2 separate regions of the Zea mays genome follow, and region 2 is linked to region 1. Evidence: chromatin contacts called from public Hi-C data. All regions are on one chromosome and are shown on one strand. The core of a region is the stretch at or near the end of the contact, and the rest is flanking DNA. Distances in the headings are between cores, read along the strand shown. Region 1 holds the start of LOC100279391 (U-box domain-containing protein 7). Region 2 holds the start of LOC100282394 (zinc finger, C3HC4 type family protein).

Evidence for each region. Hi-C and Micro-C count contacts between places; a contact is called where the count stands out from the background.
Region 2: a Hi-C map of tassel shows a contact between it and region 1, with 3 times the contacts expected there. The contact joins the promoter of LOC100282394 here to the promoter of LOC100279391 in region 1. A contact is called at or near these places in 3 of 25 Hi-C or Micro-C datasets (bundle sheath, ear and tassel).

The regions. Positions count from the first base shown.
Region 1 is chr2:36,874,629-36,880,218 of Zm-B73-REFERENCE-NAM-5.0, forward strand. It overlaps LOC100279391 (U-box domain-containing protein 7), which reads left to right and starts at 3,547. Exons shown (of 6, transcript NM_001152404.1): 1 at 3,547-3,646; 2 at 4,260-4,334; 3 at 5,420-5,590. The coding sequence starts at 4,284. It overlaps TRNAL-UAA (transfer RNA leucine (anticodon UAA)), which reads right to left and starts at 3,354; the gene lies at 3,272-3,354.
Region 2 is chr2:37,172,426-37,178,581 of Zm-B73-REFERENCE-NAM-5.0, forward strand. LOC100282394 (zinc finger, C3HC4 type family protein) reads left to right here and starts at 1,765. Exons shown (of 1, transcript NM_001155305.2): 1 at 1,765-2,940. The coding sequence starts at 1,910. The coding sequence ends at 2,467.

The sequences.
Region 1 (5,590 bases), core at 2,297-4,796:
GAGTAGCACTTACTGTTTGGTATGAATCATGCACCCATTCAATGAGTCCTCCAAGCAGTACTCAAATCAGTATGCATTCAGGCCTGATCAGTGGCATGGTGTGGGTGGAAACCTGGACGGCATTACAACATTCACTAACAATACGGCCATGTTTTAATTACAAACTTTTAAGCATATCTTCATGTGTCACACCCTGCATCTGTAAAAAAACACGTCATATAGGCAATATACTACTCACTCTGTATCAAATCAGATCGTCCTCCTCGCTGTTATCTCCTTCTTCAACCCTTCTTCTACCTGAACATATCTCTTCTCTCTGATATTCCCTTCTAGGTGCTAACATGGAGAAGCTGATGAAGCGGGTGATGAAGACCCCCCCTACCAGCACAAGGTCCTGGAGAAGACCAGATTTGTGATTGATCTTGGTTCTGTTGATGTTCGTCGTCTTCATGGGTAAGCTGAAAGGTTCCTTCTCTGTTTTGTTGTGTTCAGTTTGGTGTCTAAAGAGGCATGTAGCTGTTTGTTATTTACAAGCCGAGTCACTTTTGTGTAGAGTTCTAGAGATATATGGTCACAACATTATGAAGGAACTTGAGAAAATGATTGTGAGGCAGCAGAGGTATTATATCTATTGTTGATTACCATGGCTACTGCTCCAATTATTGATACGTAGTATTATAAGGTAGTTCATTATGCCACCACATGGAAATTTAAGCTATCCGGGAGAAAGCCCCTCTTTGTTCTTTGATGGCTCATAAAATTATAAGTAAAACATTTGGTCTCATCATTCAGCAGTTGCCAGTAATTGATGCTTTGTCGAATACACAATTTTTTTATTTTTTTTCCTTTTATTGCAAGGATCAAGGCCTGAAATCTTGAGATTTTCTCCATTCCAACAAAAAGGTTATATTCTTTATGCATGCAAATAGGCAGTGGCAATCAAGGGGACAACGATTGAGAATACATGTTCCCTGAAATCTCCAAGTGGAAAGCCATTGCCTGCCTTGCAATTTTCACTGCTTGGATCTCAGTTTTGTCTTATGATTGCGGAAAGGATGCCTACACTGCGCTCGCCATGTTTAATGCCATCACCAACCACTCTGGTACGCTGCGTATAGGATTGGTAGGAGCTACGTTCCCTATATTGACGATATGTTTCCGTTGCAACGCACGGGCCCTTACCTAGTTCTATATTATGAACATTACGAAAACCTTTATTTTTCTTCACATGTAATCCACATGACATCTAGATTCTCATTACAGCTAGATTATTGGAAAAAAGCTGAACCAAGCCCCTAGTCGAACGAACCACTAACTGGACGCACTACCGCTGCAGTAGGCCACAGTGGATGGATGCGCTTGGGGATTCTTCCACGGAGGGAGAATTTTATCAACCGTCGGGGGGAAAAAAAGAAGCTTTTGATACGCTACGAAGACAAGCATGCGGGATGTCGGGCATTGCAAGTCGCACTTGATCAAAAGAAATAAAGCAGAGGCGGCAGGATTCGGAAGTGTCCCACGACGTGGGGAACTCCGTGACAGCTGATGAAAACCGAACGTAGTAAAGAGGAGACACGTATGATCGTGGTGTCTGCGAAGTTGGTTGCAGCTAGCTGCTAGCCTCGGCCCGGTATCCAGTGGGCCCGTCACATAGATTACAGGCACAGTGGATGGGAAAGCGAAGTTTGAGGCCCCAGTCCCAGTTGGGTGACTGCAGGCTGCAGCGCGCGGCCAACCACCGACCCCTCGATCCCTTACCCCACGCACGTCACGTACGACAAGTCGACAACTCGACCAGGTCTGCCTGTTGAGAAAATCTCCATGGCTACAGGCAGGCAAAGAGCTGTGCATGGGCGCGGGAGTCTCGATCGGGACGCGCTTACCACGAAGAACACGCGGCATGCAGACTCTCCACGGAAACGAGAGGAGAGGTTGCGCGCGGTCACGAGCTACGACGTCAACAATCACAGGGAAAGGCGTTCCGGGTTCACAGTCACAACTCACAGGTGGGGGCGCAGCCGGCAGCACGTGTGTGGTTCGTTCATACTTGGATCACGAGCGAGCGTACGTGCGTGCGTGGCCATACAAATTAAGGCAAAGTGTACCAAGCAGGACAGCGTCTCCCTCTGGGCAGGAAGATGATCGTACGCGCCATGATTAATTAGCCGCGGAATGCTGGATGCTCTCCTCCAACTTTGGAGGTGTTTAATTGGCCACCGTAGTACGTCGCGTCGGGCACAATAATCACCTTTGCTGCTTTGCGACTACTTAGTAGCCAGGCTGTGGTCCTCCTCCGTGAGTGAGCGAGGACGGCTGTGCTGGTGGTAGGAGGAAGGATTATAATCCTCTCGGCGATCACCGACGACGCCAACGCCAAACCGTGCTGTACTGTGCGCCTATATATGCCGGCCGGCCGGCCGATTGCCATGCAAGTACATACTTGTATCCCTACCCTCTCCGCGCAAGTGTGGCGAAGGATCGAGTAGGGTCCCAACGCACTTGCAAGGGCAGCGTCCAGCTGGGCCGCCGGGGATCATCACTGCTCACGTACTACCATTATTCCCAACAACAAGAGAAGGCTCGTTTTGTTGGCCTGCAGTGCCGGCGCGCAGTGCGCTGTCGTTGCCGCCACGCATTTACTGGAGCCTTCACCGCTGACCCCGCAGGCTCCATGTTTATTTTTTCTTTCTCTTTCTAGGTAGGTAGGCAGGCTTGTCCATTCAAGCAAAGCAAGGCCAGGCCACAATTGGGCCTGTCATGGGTAAATTACGAGATATGGCTGCCTGAACCTGAAGGACTGAAATGCATGCCTCCAGACTGGCATAAACCATGCTGCTAAATGTGATACTCACAATTCCTGCCTTCACGTCGTTCTGTACACGGGGCAAACAGAATATATTAGGCAGGGAAAAAATGAATTTAATAAAATGCTTGATAAGATGCTAAGGTTGCAAAACATTAAATATGGGGAGGCAAAACGAAATATGGTATTGGATGCTAAATATTATATGGGGAAGGTGAAAAAACATGGTATATGACGCTAAAGAAAACCTTGAAAATATAGAGACGCAAATAAAAATAATAAACCAGCAAAAAAACTTACAGAATAAGAGACAAAAAAATATGAAATATAATTTATTGAAAATGCTGGCTCATAGACAAACAAATAATAGTAAGGCGGGAAAGGAACTTACAAAATAAGAGACAAAAAAAAAATAATCTATTGAAAATGAGACAAAAAGAAATAAAATTTTAATTTATTAAAAAAATATGCTGGCTGTGGGGTTCGAACCCACGCGCACTTCAGTGCAGAAGATCTTAAGTCTTCCCCCTTAACCACTCGGGCAAACCAGCTGATTTGTGTAAAAGTTTCTCTGTTTAGTATATATAGTCTTTATAATCAGTAGTGCCGACCTGATCTGCTCCCCTGCTAGATGACCAGAGGAGTCTGCTGCCAAATTTAGCAGGCCAGCGCACGAAACTTCTGGAGCCGGACGACAATGCATTGGCGAAGGCAGCCTCCGCAACCATCTGGCCACCATTCGTGGCTCAACGCGGTTTTGTGTCTCTCAAACAACATGGCTAGGGTAGGCGAAGGGCAGGGCCAAGGAAGCCGCCGTAGTCATGGACAAATTCTTTGCCTCGGGTACGATTTCGTCCTAAATGATTATTGGACCTTTAATTTGTCGATGGCATCGATCATTTCTTCTTCTTCTGAAGGCCATTTCTTTTTTAATGAACGAACGTCACGAGATTGTGCCAGTTTCATTGATATAACCGATTTACGGAAACCTATTCTCGTGCCATTAGAGATGCTAAATAAATTTCTTGCCGGTGCCAAAACGGTGTTTGGTTTGTCCATTCTAGATAAGATGGTGCATTATATAAGTTCATTCCATAAATTTAAGTGTAATTGCTGATTTTCCTGGTTATATTGCGAGTTTAATCATTTTATGACATATCAAGGTTTGCTCTAAGTCATAAGATATGTGCCTCTTTTCTTTCAGCTTTAGGTAATTAAATTTACATTTCATATACAGTATAACTTTGCAGTTTAAAAGAAGTGACTTTTTTGTAACCAGTTTGTACGCATGGTGACTGATTTTGTGCTTTATAACAAAATGGTGATAAATACAATTCCAGGATACACGTGAACGCTAGTTTTCTTGATTTGACCGCACATATCTGCGTTGACACTAATTCTTCTAGGCGTGGACTGATATCATATTGTATAATTGGCTTCACCTTTCTCTTGCCAGATGAAATTTGACAAATAAGAGACCATGGAGAGACTTGAGGTGGACGGGGATTTCATTGCCGCTGGCAATTGGAAGGTAATCCACTTGACTTCTCGTTTTATCGGACGCTAGTGATGCTACAATGTTGTTATAATTGGAATTATCTTGTTTGTGTGACTGTTAGCCATAGGGTTGTATCAGACACATATACTGTACTTCCATTCTATGTAGTGTCTTGTGATGCTTGTTTGTTAAAGTTTCTCCAGTTTAGAAATACAGCTGCATCCTAGAAGTATCACCGATGTTTCAACCGAGACTTTGAAGAAACATCAAGAGATTTTGAAGACTCAGCCCCCACATCGCTCACGCTTGCGCGACATGGGGCTAGCCACCGGAGCTAGCCGACGGGGAGCTCACGTGGCTCGCGGTGATGGTGGCGTTATAGACGTCGTTCCCTTACTGAAGGCATCATGTTTGTGTTTGTCTCGGCCTCGACGTTGCCTTCAGTTGATGCTTTCGTTTCTCGGCGTCTGAATTGCGGGTGGAGGTGGGGTTGCAACGTGAAGTCGAAACTGCTATATCTGGGGATGTGGCTCGACAACGATGACATGAGGCGAACCCACTTCCTTGTGGTATGGATTGTTTTGGAGGCCGGGCAAAAAACCGAAGGTGGGTGTTGGATCAAGATCGTTGGTGAAGAATTGGAGCTGCCTCGAGTTTGGGTGTGTTGAGGCTTGGCAATGATGGTGCGTCGCGGTCTTCCTCCTTCAGTGCCAGGTTTTAGGTGTAGGCGTTGTCGTGTTTCTTTTGGTCGTGTGCGACCCGTCTGACGAAGTCGGAGTTTCTCGTACCTTGTGTTGAGCTCGGCAACAATGACTCTAGATAGGTTTTGTGTGAGAGTTTGTCACTGCTTGTGTTGGTTGGACACTCTGTGTAGGTTTTGGGGCCGGTTTTGTTTAAAACTAGGTCAATTCTAATCTTCTTCTTGTTGGAAAGGCAGAGCTCACACCATTACGTTAAAAAAAAATGAGACTTTGAACCTACCATATCGAATGTTCCATAGTATATCTCTCGTCTGCTGTTGTTTTCTAGATTAGCATTTTGGTTATTCAATAATGTGACGTATCAGGATGGTGGTGGTGGTAGGATCAGTTGGATCATTCTTTTGCTTCTTTTCGCAGCTACATGGGGCACTATGCAATGAACTTTACACAGTAGTCCGTGAAGTTTTGGATGCCATTCCTCCTTTTGAGACTACACGGTCAGGATGCAGTCCTGGGCTCCTGGCATTGAGTTCCTTGAGGATATCTGTTGAGAAAGCCAAGAATTTACTCCAGTATTGCTCAGAGAGT
Region 2 (6,156 bases), core at 515-3,014, 300 kb after region 1:
GTGAATGACTAGGGTTCCATTATGAGGCTTTCACAAAATATCCTTAGTATAAAGACACCCGCTAAGGTTTCCACGTCAGTATTGGTGACCCTCTGGCGCGAGGTAACTTAGTCAAGACTACCACCCCATGTTAACATGAGTTGCCACCAAACCACTGCCACCCCCTCTTGCCCATCTTTCAGGTAGGGTTGCTAAGCACTAAGTCTATAAAGCTATTTATCAAAGCCAGAGTCATGATAGCACTCGTGGTTGCACTGTTTTCCTGTGTGGTCACTTCATGTTCCGTTTAATACAACATAATTTTGTTTAATCTTCAGATTAAAACAACAATATTTATTTCATTTGTAGAACAATAATATCTTCAAAGAGTGACAACATAATAATACATTTAAGCAATAGCATAATTACTAACCATAGCTTTAATCCCCGGTTAAACAAGAAATATGGATAGTATTTCTAAGTAATCCTATTTAGGCAAACACATCAATTTATGCACATAATCAAAAGTAAATACTATTAAATATAGTGTTTGGGGTACAATAAGAAATGCAGAGGGAGAATTCACTTCTCTTGCTCAATCGTTTCGTGTGGGTCTTCCTTAAACGAGTGCAATTCATTGTAAGAGAGTAATTTTGATTAATTGTAGATACTACAGACGAACTTCTAATAATACTTGATATTCTGGGCTACGTAACACAAAAGGCAGTTGAACTGAAGACACGATTAACAATTTTTGAGAAATCTTGCAGTGCGCTTTGCTTGCTTGGAGTATTGTTTCCCCGCTTGCGTTCCAGCTTCCAGGTGAATACGGTACAGCCGAGAGCTGAAGATGTAACGTAATTTGTTTGCAGAAATAATTGCTCAGTTCATGAGCAACCATTGCAGAAATTAGTTTCAGGCCCGTTTGTTTCGTTGGAATTTCATTTTAATAATTATAATTTTGATAAAACTAATTAAGTTTATATATTTATATATGTAATATATTTGTATATTATCCTAAATCATATGACAGAGATAGTTATATACTACATTTATGTTATAGCGGCACAAGTAGAAAAGTATATACTATAAGTTGTACATCGGAAAAATAGTATCTAAATCTATAGAATTAATTTACATCTCTCACCTCATAAATTTGAGATAAGCTTATATGATAACTTTGTAAAATGGTGGAATGCCACATTCTAAAAAAATAGTTTATTCCATTAGTAAGATTCTAATTTCTCAAAATGAAAGGAAACAAACTGCGGATCAGTGTTTTTGCTGTCCAAATCCAAATAGATATCATCTAACTTATCCAAAGCAACTAGTAGACTCCAATTAATGTATATGGACCTTTTGGTACACATGGAAGGCCTGAGAGCACGTTGATGGGTAATTTGATGCATATGGACCTGATTGATATCATCTAACTTATCTAAAATAAATATCGTGATTTACTATTTGCAACATGTACACTATAGATCTATAATGCACCTGATACCTTCCTAATATCATGCCACTACGTACAACGATGCTTCTGCTTATTGCTCCCTTATATATGCTCTCTGATTTGAAGTCTGAAACCATATCTCCGGCCGCGACGTGTTAAGAATGTCTTGAGCGACACGCAATTACTCACAGCAGTTGTGCTTCTTCCAGCGGCGTCCGGTGTCTGGGATCGTGACCTGGGGGCTGGGGCCCACATGTAAAATTAACCGACTAAGCATAGCGAACAGCCGAACACCCTCCTACAAATACCCACCACCGGCACGCGGCACCGCCAATGCCATTGCCACCTTCCAAACGCAAACAATTCTAAAGCAACGCGAGCGAACAATTGAGAAAGCCAGAGCGAGCGATCGAGCGAGAGAGAGAGAGAGATAGGGGTGGGGGAGAGGCAAGGAAGGGGAAGAGGAGCGAAGGCGCCATGGCCGACGACAGCGGCACCGTCGGGATGGCCATCGGCACCGCGGTCGGCGGCACCTCCATTGCCCTCTTCACCGGCGTGAGCTGCTGGTTGGGCATGAAGGCTTACCGTGACGGCCGATTCTCGAGAGGATGGTGGCGGATGCGCGTCTGCACGCTCGGCGGCGTCACCACCCTGGGGCAGGCGCTGGCCTACGACTGCGCCATGTGCGGCCGCAGCCTGGACCAGCGGGAGGAGGTCCGCACGCTCTCCTGCGGTCACGTGTTCCACCTCCGCAAGGGTCCCAAGTGCATGAGCAACATCGACGACTGGCTCCGCGAGAACCGCATGCGCTGCCCCTCCTGCTGCAAGCCCGTCTACCCCGTGTTACCGTGGAAGGCGCCGACGACATCGGTTCCACCGACCGCGCCCGTGCCACTGCCAGCACAGTCGTCGACGTCGACGTCGACGTCGGATTTGGAGGCTCAGGAGCCGAGGCGGTGGGCGTCGTCGGAGCAGGGGCCACAGCGGCGACTGTCGTTGGACCTGGGAAGACCGCGGTATCCACCGTCGATATGATTCCAGGACGCGCTACAGTTTGGGTCTCCGTCGTAAAGACGCATGATCGAGCTTGGATGGGACAGTGTTGGAGCGTCTTTTGGATCAGTTCTTCCAGAGGTTCTTTAAGGATTCTTTCGTCGTTTCTTTCTCTGCATGCGTTATTGGAACTGGTCAAAGGGTATTGCATCTCGCTGATGGTCTGGATCGGTTCTCATGGAGTCATTTACTTTTTTTTTTGCTACGTCGGAACTGAACAAACTTAGCTTGTTTCTTCTTTTGTTCTGATCTACGTTCACTTGTGATGAACTAAGCAATGTTCTGTTAGTTCTTGGCTCAGATCCAATGATCTGATGAAAGCGAATAGCAGATAGATTCTCGTTAATTGGTTTGGCACTTTGTACCATTTCCTCGCGCCCCAGTGTTCAAATTGATACTGATCAATGGGCATCTTGGGATGAGAATTGCAAGATTTTGGTATAAACTTTTCGCCATAATGTTTTCTAGTTCTTGCAATAGCGCATCTGTGCATGACGCCAGTTCCATACTCTGTTAGTTTTTGCTGCTGAACGCCTGATCATATGATTAGTCTTTCTGTAAATCTTGTGAACTAATAAGTTACAGTTTCTCTTCTGATAAAATTGATGTTTGCTTCACAGAGTACTATCGGACGTTTTTCTTGTATTCGAGATCAATGATTCGTAGAGCAGCTACTGCTTCTATCATACTGCTGTATAACTGAAGACTAGCAAATGCTTGACAGTTGACTCTATGCTGTCACCATTTGCTTACTCTGTTCAATTACTTTATTGAGTGACTAAAAACCTTTAGATTTTTTTGTCCAAAATATGTTTAAGGCTAGTTTGGAAACTTAAATTATCCTCGGGATTTCTGAGGATTGAGTGGAAAATTAAGCTAATTTTTACCTCAATCTCTGTGAATCCCGAAGGGATTTATGTTTCGAAACTAGACCTTAGTTGGTCTGAAAATCTTGTGAATGTTAGCGCCACTACAACGATGTTGGGACACCGGAGATATGGAAGCAGAAGGTGCAGAACAACAGCAAGCGAAGGGAGGCGACGAAACACGCCCGCGTCGGCTGAGGCGCAGGAACGTCCATGTGACTGGGCTAGAGTGGGCCGTGTAAGAGCGTCGTAGGCTGAGCTCGAAAGGGTTATCTGACCTATAACACGAGCAGACATCACACAACAGTTCTCCTCCGATCTGCACCAACCCACTCTCCCCATTATATATTTTGCCGGGCTTGCTGGACGGCCTAAAACCCTGCACGGATTTGGTCCGGTCCAAACCCGGCACAGCATGAAGCAAAGCGGGCTCGTGCCGGCCCGGCCCAGTCACCGGGCCATGCTTGGGCCTAAGGCGCGACACGGTGGGCTAGGTACCATATGACCCGTTTTTATTTTTATTTTTATTTTCATATAAATAAGATACAATATATTTTTAACCTTCATGTATGCATATTTTTAACATACTTTTACCATTTAAACACCATATATTATTATAGGTCTGTTAGACCCGTCGTGCCGTGGGCCGGCCCGACACGGTTAATACCTTAGCGTGTCGTGTCTGGGCCTCGCTCGAGGCTCGTGGGCCGGCACGACACGACCCGCTTTCTAATCTGAGTCGGGATGGCATGATCTCAATCTGTGCCGGGCCTAGCCGGGCTCGGGCCGGGTTGGTCCGGCCCACCCATTTTGACATGTATACTCCCCATCCAACGTGCTAACATCTGGTGGCAGAGACAACAATCCTAGATCCATTAAGTATGCCTCTTAGAGAAGATCGACGGGCGTTGTGACGATGTAGAGTGCCATGTCGAAGAGTGCTGCAACGAGATTCATACCCAATTCACGGCACGCTGTGATGCGATCCAACAACAAGTGGATGTAGTGGCTCTGCGCCGTGAGGAGCGTCTAAGCGTGCTCGAGGTGATGAAGACAGAGGGCGATCTCTAGAGACCTGATTTGGCAAAGCGAGTGGATGAACTCGTGTTGGAGATTACCCAAGCTAACAAGTTTCTGGAGTGGGAACATGGTAATGGATTACGATCTAAATGTTTATTTACAATTTGTTTGATCCCTTAATTTATTTTAGTTCAAAAATGAATAAAAATAGGGTTCGATCATAATCCGATTCGATTCTTAAATTTTATAGTGTAAAATTTACAACTCATTACCACCACTACAAACATCGCACCTCATACATGAACCTATGCTACGTAGCCTAGAATATCAATAGAAACCATAAGTATTAGAAGTTCGCGCGTAGTATTTATCACCAATCAAAATCACCTCTTTTTTGGCATATCTCTTACACTGAACATTAGTGTCATAGTATGAACCCTGAATTGCATTGTTGCTCTTACAAATAAATCTAGCTTCACTAAACCACAAGAAACATCACTAGCTAGAAATGATTACGCTACTATCACTAAAAAATGTTGTGCTCCATATTTTCCATGAAACGAGCTGATTATGTTTGATCATGAGAAACTTCATCAACCAAAGAAAAGATTGTGAAAGAATAAATAGGCAACCACAACAAGTTGTTAGGTAAGTAAAGCCTAATAGAACCAAAATTTTAGCATTCTGCTGCAACTTGTGGGTTCATTTTTGTAGCAGTAATCGAGTTGTTTCTTCATTATGTTTGTAGTCCTATGTTGTCTTGTAGCTGGGGGACAACAACATTGCGACTTCCTCATAACACCATCGCTATTGTCTGGCATTGACCGTTAAGTATTACTCCCTCCGTCCCAGTATACAAGGCATAACCACCTCTGATTTAAGAACCAAGAAATGCATTTAATTCTGTCTATCAACAATAGTACTACTGCATTGATATACATGTGTCTAGAGAGCACGCCTTATATTATGGGACAAGAATAAAAAGTGGTTACACCTTATATTATGGGACAAGAATAAAAAGTGGTTACACCTTCTCATGGCTTCTTCGACATGCTGGACTTCGTTCTATGCATGGAGGGAGTCTACCATGTAGTCCTGGAATCGCCCACACCACAAACACAATATGATCCTTGTTGTGGCATGTCACGCCCTAGGTGTGTCCCTATTTAGGACTGGTCAACACTGTCTTGTAGTGGTGGACAATTGTGGGAGATAGATATGCCTGGGGTCCTCACGAACACAGAAACACCTCATAGGCTACCTGATGCCCCCCTCGATGGCCTGTCCAGTGAGACATGCCCTCGGGCCATAACCAGGCCGGACGAGCTTGATCTAGGAAGACGAAGACTGGACGACCGAGTTATGTGCAACCAAAACACTGATATCATGCACGAAGAGGTTGCGCACACCTGAAGGGCTAAACACTCGGCGTTAACTCGGTCGAAGAAGTGACCAAACTCTGGATAAACAGGACTGCAGGCCACATTAAAGGAGGATTTAGGTAGAGCAGATAGTGATCACAACTTGTAAAGGGATAACTCTCCAGTCATCTATAAAAGGCCGAGGGGGTACCCCTACGAAAACATCTCACCCTAGCTCATCCGGTCACATCCTAGCACCACCTCATAGCTCATTAGCCTTATAGTGACAATGACACTCTACTAGATCAGCAGGAGAACTCATCCTCTGCCACCCTCAGCTCACTTGTAATCTGTGAACACCAGTGAAATTCCAAATACATAGCCTCAACAGGAAGTAGGGTGTTACAAGTTCTAGCGGCCCAAA